Regions from separate parts of the Aedes albopictus genome. Here region 1 is linked to region 2. The links are chromatin contacts, called in public Hi-C maps. All regions are on one chromosome and are shown on one strand. Each heading gives the region's core, a stretch centred on a gene start, on an enhancer-like site or on the middle of the called end of the contact. The rest is flanking DNA. Distances are from core to core; before and after follow the strand shown. Region 1 holds the start of LOC109431375 (rhythmically expressed gene 2 protein). Region 2 holds the start of LOC109431372 (E3 ubiquitin-protein ligase highwire).

What was found. Hi-C and Micro-C count contacts between places; a contact is called where the count stands out from the background.
Region 1: a Hi-C map of embryo shows a contact between it and region 2, with 4 times the contacts expected there. The contact joins the promoter of LOC109431375 here to the promoter of LOC109431372 in region 2. A contact is called at or near these places in 2 of 3 Hi-C or Micro-C datasets (embryo and whole body).

What each region holds. Positions count from the first base shown.
Region 1 is chr1:159,507,290-159,510,426 of AalbF5, reverse strand. LOC109431375 (rhythmically expressed gene 2 protein) reads left to right here and starts at 1,715. Exons shown (of 2, transcript XM_062845654.1): 1 at 1,715-1,967; 2 at 2,043-3,137. The coding sequence starts at 2,063. The coding sequence ends at 2,836. It overlaps LOC109431372 (E3 ubiquitin-protein ligase highwire), which reads right to left. Exons shown (of 42, transcript XM_062845647.1): 42 at 2,780-3,137.
Region 2 is chr1:159,359,486-159,362,539 of AalbF5, reverse strand. LOC109431372 (E3 ubiquitin-protein ligase highwire) reads right to left here and starts at 1,351. Exons shown (of 42, transcript XM_062845647.1): 1 at 788-1,351; 2 at 205-519; 3 at 37-145. The coding sequence starts at 961. LOC109431404 (diphosphomevalonate decarboxylase) reads left to right here and starts at 1,667. Exons shown (of 7, transcript XM_062845652.1): 1 at 1,667-1,943; 2 at 2,040-2,274; 3 at 2,351-2,421; 4 at 2,620-2,734. The coding sequence starts at 2,217.

The sequences.
Region 1 (3,137 bases), core at 466-2,965, 150 kb before region 2:
TCGGTTCGATGTAACAATTTAGCAGGTGACGACTCCCTCGTGGCATCACCCATTCATAAAACATGAATGAAGGTTCATGATTGAGTCATTTTATGTAAACATTGATCGGCGTCGCGTTCATTTCTCTCGAAAATTGAGAGGTGATGTAGGCACAGCAGCGCCACCATGACACATGCGAGCACAGTCCGAACCACACTGCATTTTTAAAATGACCGTTAAATCGTGCGACGATTGCGATTTGAGTGGTATGTCTGTTTGTCTGTGACATAAGTTTACATGACATATCATGTAAATGTCATGAAATATAATGTAAACATACATCACAGACAAACAGACATACCACTCAAATCGCAATCGTCGCACGATTTAACGGTCATTTTAAAAATGCAGTGTGGTTCGGACTGTGCTCGCATGTGTCATGGTGGCGCTGCTGTGCCTACATCACCTCTCAATTTTCGAGAGAAATGAACGCGACGCCGATCAATGTTTACATAAAATGACTCAATCATGAACCTTCATTCATGTTTTATGAATGGGTGATGCCACGAGGGAGTCGTCACTAAAGACACTGTATGCTAAAGACACGAAATCTGATGATTGTTGCTATTGATGATGATTGTCGCGTCATGACGATGATGCTGTCGAGCAATGCTTTTAAAGCGCGTTTGACAGGTCTCCTGCTCGATTGGAATGACATTGACAGCAAATTTGGAATTCCAATTGGAACATTTCGTGTCTTTGCATATAGTGTCTTTAGTCGTCACCTGCTAAATTGTTACATCGAACCGAGGAAAACAACACCTGCAAATGAATGCTTCGGATTGAGCATTATAGAGGGTGCTAGTGAGATGCCAAACGATGATTTTGAAACAAATTTCTTCTAAGTAGTATGTCTGTTTGTCTGTGCATACATTATATGTCATGTAATTCAGCATGACTCTGAGTGTTTACATGACATGATATGACATAACAGTAAGTTCACATGACCAAAATGAAGTTTACATGACGTGTAAATCTCATTATTGTTATCAGTGTATACTGTCTTGCCTCAAAAGTTTGAAACTCCCCAGAATCGACGACGAGATGAACGAAAACCAGGACGAGGATGTGTTTCACAGCACGGGAGCTTGGCAGTTGGACTGGTGGCGCAAGTTGGATGTTTCTTCTGATAACGGCCACCATCTCTCGCCGGAATACATTCCACAGGTATCCGAGGACCCTGATACGCTGCAGGAAGCGCTAAGCCGGGATGACCGGGACCGATAGATTGAAGCAATGAAGACAGAATTCGATGCCTATTTTGGTCGTAGGATCAAATTTTCCTCGATAGTAAAGAAGGGTGAGCACCGGATCAGTTCGAAACAGGCATAGTGTCGACACTGCTCGCCTTTCAAAGACAAGGTGAAGAAAAGATGTTGGGTTTATGAGAACTAGAACTATAAATATTGAACGCTCCTTCCAAGTTGTGGACTACCAAATGCATACCCAAGTACCTAACTGGAATAGACTGAAATGTAAGAAATTCAATGTGGTTCGTCGGATAAAAAGTAAAGTGATGTTCGCTAAATTTATGGTGAATCAACATCCTGTGATGTTCATCTCGTGTTAACCCCTCGATGCACGCAACCAGCACGTCATATTGTTAATGCACATCATTGCGATGTTCATTCGTCGTGGGCCGAGGGGTCGCTTGATCTTCTCTTGTGTGCGGCGAACGAAGATTAATAAAAATTGCATTCGGACGAAACGAAAAAGATAAGAGGATGCACGGCGTAAACAAAGTGAGTTCACAATGATTTGTTGTTCTGTGATGTAAACGCTCGTAAAACTTCCTCTTCTGCGGTGCTATTTATTTAGGCTTACTGAATTCTGAAATTTAGTCAACATGAATTTATAAAACGACAAATCTGTGTTATTAGTGCTGAAGTTAATGTAGATTGTGCAAATCTAATAGTGATAGTTCAAAGGTAAGCAGCTTCATGTGTTTGTAGGATGACTGATAAAAAAAATCCATTCTCTTTGTTATCGCTCATCACAGCAAGACTAGACAAGAAGGCCAACAATGAGCATCAACTCGCGACTGGTGCGGAAGAACTTGTCCCGCTTCAAGTTGGTGACCTTCGATGTGACGGATACTTTGTTGAGATTCTCTCGTCCACCGGAAATGCAGTATGCTATGGCAGCTCGCCATCTAGGATGCCACGGCATCGAGGAGCAGGCCCTTTCGGTATGTTTCGGAAAGCACTTCAAGCGAATGGCACGTGATTATCCTAACTTCGGCAAGGGATCAAAGTACGACTGGCGTTGGTGGTGGCGGACGCTGGTCATGGACATTTTCCGCGATTCCCATCGGCACCTGAGCGAGGCGATGCTCGGGCGTGTCGCTGACCAGCTCATAGAAGACTACGCAACAGGATACTGCTGGACCAAAGTCGATATGGCCGACCGGATGGTGGAATTGGCGCGTGCCCATGGCAAGCAGATAGGAATAGTATCCAACTTTGATCCAAGATTGAGCCACATACTGGAGGCGATGAAAATTCCGACTGATTTCATTGTGACAAGCTACGATGTTGGCATTCAGAAGCCTAGTCAGGAGATTTTCGACTTTGCGTTGAGTCTCTGCAGCTCGTCGGTGCTTCCTGGCGAAGCATTGCACGTTGGCAATACTCCCAAGCTGGACTATGTAGGTGCAAAACGGGCCGGTTGGGCCAGTATTTTGGTTAATGTGAATAAACAGGAAGTTTGTTCGGATTCAGAAATAGACCCAAGACATGTGTTTGCAAATTTTCAAGAGTTTATTCACGCGTTAGAGACTACTGAAATGAAGTGGTAGATTGTTACACATAGTTCTGTTTTTATTATTGTAGCTAGATCGGTTTCTCATTTCTGATTGCTGAAGTGTACATAATAGAATATACGTTTAGAGTAAATATGAATACAGACCATAAGATCTGGATACCTGCCGTTCTATGGTTTGATAAAAAAGAAAACCTTGGGATTAGTTTTCTACAGTGTTGAAAAATTCATTTTGTCATATCTAAATTCAATCACCTACAGCACATTTTAGAAGCTTAACCTGAGAATATGGTATATGAAAAACTTGTGCGGCTAGACCAATTCTGCTAGAAAGTCAC
Region 2 (3,054 bases), core at 102-2,601:
CAAGCTATCGTACCCTGAGTTAACAGAAATACTTACCTTGAATAATATCATAGAGAGACTTCAATGCCTTGGTGCAAATTCTAGGATGTTCCGTTCTAGTTTCCGATATGATTTCAAATAAACTTTCCAAACCAGCTCCAACGATCTACAAAGATTTAAGTACATTACAATGTTATATCTAAATTGAAACTACAAGTCCTATACCTTAGGGACGTTAAAAGTCTGTAACTCTTCTGGTTCGAAGTTATCCTCGAAATCAAACTCGGGAACATCCGTATCTTTGAACGATCCGCCATCCTTAACTTTTTCCTTGCACGACAGGCAATTTTGTTCGTTATCATTACCGGAGTTCTGATGATAGCAGAATGATTTGACCAGCTTGCCCGCGGTTCCTCCCGGCAGATTCAATCTGGCGTTCTTGGTTTCAGCCTCCAGCACAATCGACCGGATCGCATTGTAGATGGCGAATTTGGACGCGTTGGGAGCGACCTCGATCCACGATGATAACGATTCGCCTTCCTGTTGTACCAAATTCAAATTAGTTTTCCCGCCAAAACACTTCCAATGCAACTAAAAAAAACTGGCATCACTGCCCGAACCAAAACAATCGATCAAAAAGTCCAATGAACTTTCTCACCCCCTTACACCACCCCGTTTGACAGCTCAAAGGGGGTGGTTGAAAATAAGAGGGTGAGAACTAAGTTTAAAAATGGCGGCCATTTTTGCAACAACATTAAAATTGGAAAAATACGCCTTACCAGAGTTACCTGAATACTACGTTCCTTACGCTTAATTTTATCATCCTTACATTTCCTGAAGCATATTTAAACAAATGAAATATGTGTTGTGTCGCAGATGAGGGGTTAGTTATGAAATTTAAGGATAGGATTATTTGTACAAAGGATTCCAGTCCTCCATTGAGGAAAATACCTGTTTGCGAGATTTCTAACGAAAATCTCATGAAAACTCTCACTATATCTACCAGCGTCTAGTAGTTCCATCATGACGAACACACTGGGCAACCATTCGGTAAGGAAAACTTCAAAAAATCATCACTTTTCTCAAATTTTCCACGGACGAAAAATTCCGCCGTTGCGAAGTCCTGCGAGTATTTTCACACTTTTCCAGCTTCGTCGAGTGAATCGATGAAATTTGAAAAATCAATACCGACAAAGCTGCACGGTCCGTCAAAATCAGCTGGCCGGATAAACAACAACAAACGCTCTGATTGGTCGGCTGGATGTAAACAAATGCACGTTGCACAAGCGCAGTGGGGAAAATAGCACGTGCTTTTTTGAAATTTTAGATTCCCTGTTTTGAATGTAATGCAGCTCTACACGTTACTGCCACTGTCAGTTTGACGTTTAGCCATATTGGTTGTGATGTACTGAATATGGTGCGACAGTTTTAGATTACTGTACGCACAACATGGATTTCAAGCAACTTCAAGCGCGAATAACCAAGCGAATAACTAAGATGACAATATAATTTTTCCTTGCAGTGCAGAAAACAGAAATGTAAATAATTTTTATAACAAGCCTTAATGGCGATTAAGAAATACATAAAAATACATAATAGTGAATATCATTTTACATATGTACAATAAACATTTTTTGATTGAACTGTTGTTAACAAGTATGTTGAATCAACAAATAAAACAATACTATTATTATTGTACTTACCTAAATTAGAAAGGAATGCGTTGAAGTCCCGATTGTCAGATCAGTAAAGATGGCTTTGGTCATGTTTAATCGAAGCTGGAATCATCATCCACCAAACATATTCGAAATAGTTCGGTAATATAGAAGAATACACTGATCGATTGATGAGTCTCTTTGGATTGCTACAGCATATTCCTCGACTTTATCCGATGATTTCCAGGACGGGACCATATTTTCAACAGGCATTTCTCGCAAAATTGACTCGCCATATCTGCAAATAAGGTAAGTTTTCATTAAACTGCCCAATACCATCGCATAAGCGTTACTCACATCACCAATACCATTACTAACAATACCGGTTGTTTGTTTACATTCCAGAATACCGAAAAAGCAGAAAGCCGAAAGAGAAATTGATAATGAGCGATGTAAATACAGCACATCAGTCTCTTGTGGGGTCTTCCTAAACGCGGACGCAGTGAAGCAGCGATCATTTAGATACTTACTCATACCGTAGTCTGTAGCCACGTCGTCGATCAGATTCTACGAAAGCAATCCATGAAAATGCTCTCTGTTACTTGTATTGCTCCTGTAAATATTGCTGTAATAAAATATTGTAAGTATCAATAGTAAAACACGTAGAAATATTAAAAATTGAATAAAACATCCTTTTTATATTTTCCATATCGAAGGGGGAAAGCGCGATGAAGACCTGATTTTACCACTGAATGACTCCGTTAGTGCGACGCTGTCCACCGATCACGTAAGAAAAAATATCTCGTTTCTCTACTAGACCTTCCCTGCCTATGATCGCATAACTGTCCCATATGAATAGGAAACCCAGCAAATATGGGACTGATATGCGATCATAGGCAGTTCCTATAATACCCACCTACTAGATATTGAAGGTGTGATAAACGACGGGACCGATCCGATCATTATGGATGTAAATTTATTTCAGCTTTGTACGAAAACGACAATCAGCACGTGTGAGAGCTTCACCGAAAATAAAATCGTTCTGAATGGAAAGGAAGAATCGTTTGATAACCCTCGGCTGTTGCGTTGTCTCGAAGAAAGTGAGTATGCGAAATTAGACTGCTGCAAAAAAGGGGCCGAACTATTTGGGCGGAGCTATCGTCCCGAATAAAAATTTACATTAGCCCGGCATTTAATTTTGATTTCCACAACTACATCAAATTTTAACGTACTTCTGTCGTTGAACATTAAAGTAAATTCATTATTGATTGATTGATTTGTCTTTATTTAAGAGACTTTCAGCCCTTGGCTGGTTCGTCTCTTAAATACATTATGGTTTAGATGTGTTTATGTACCTTAAAACGGTGTAATTTTGACAATGCGGATAACTCTGATAGTGCACTGCATATTTTATTTTATA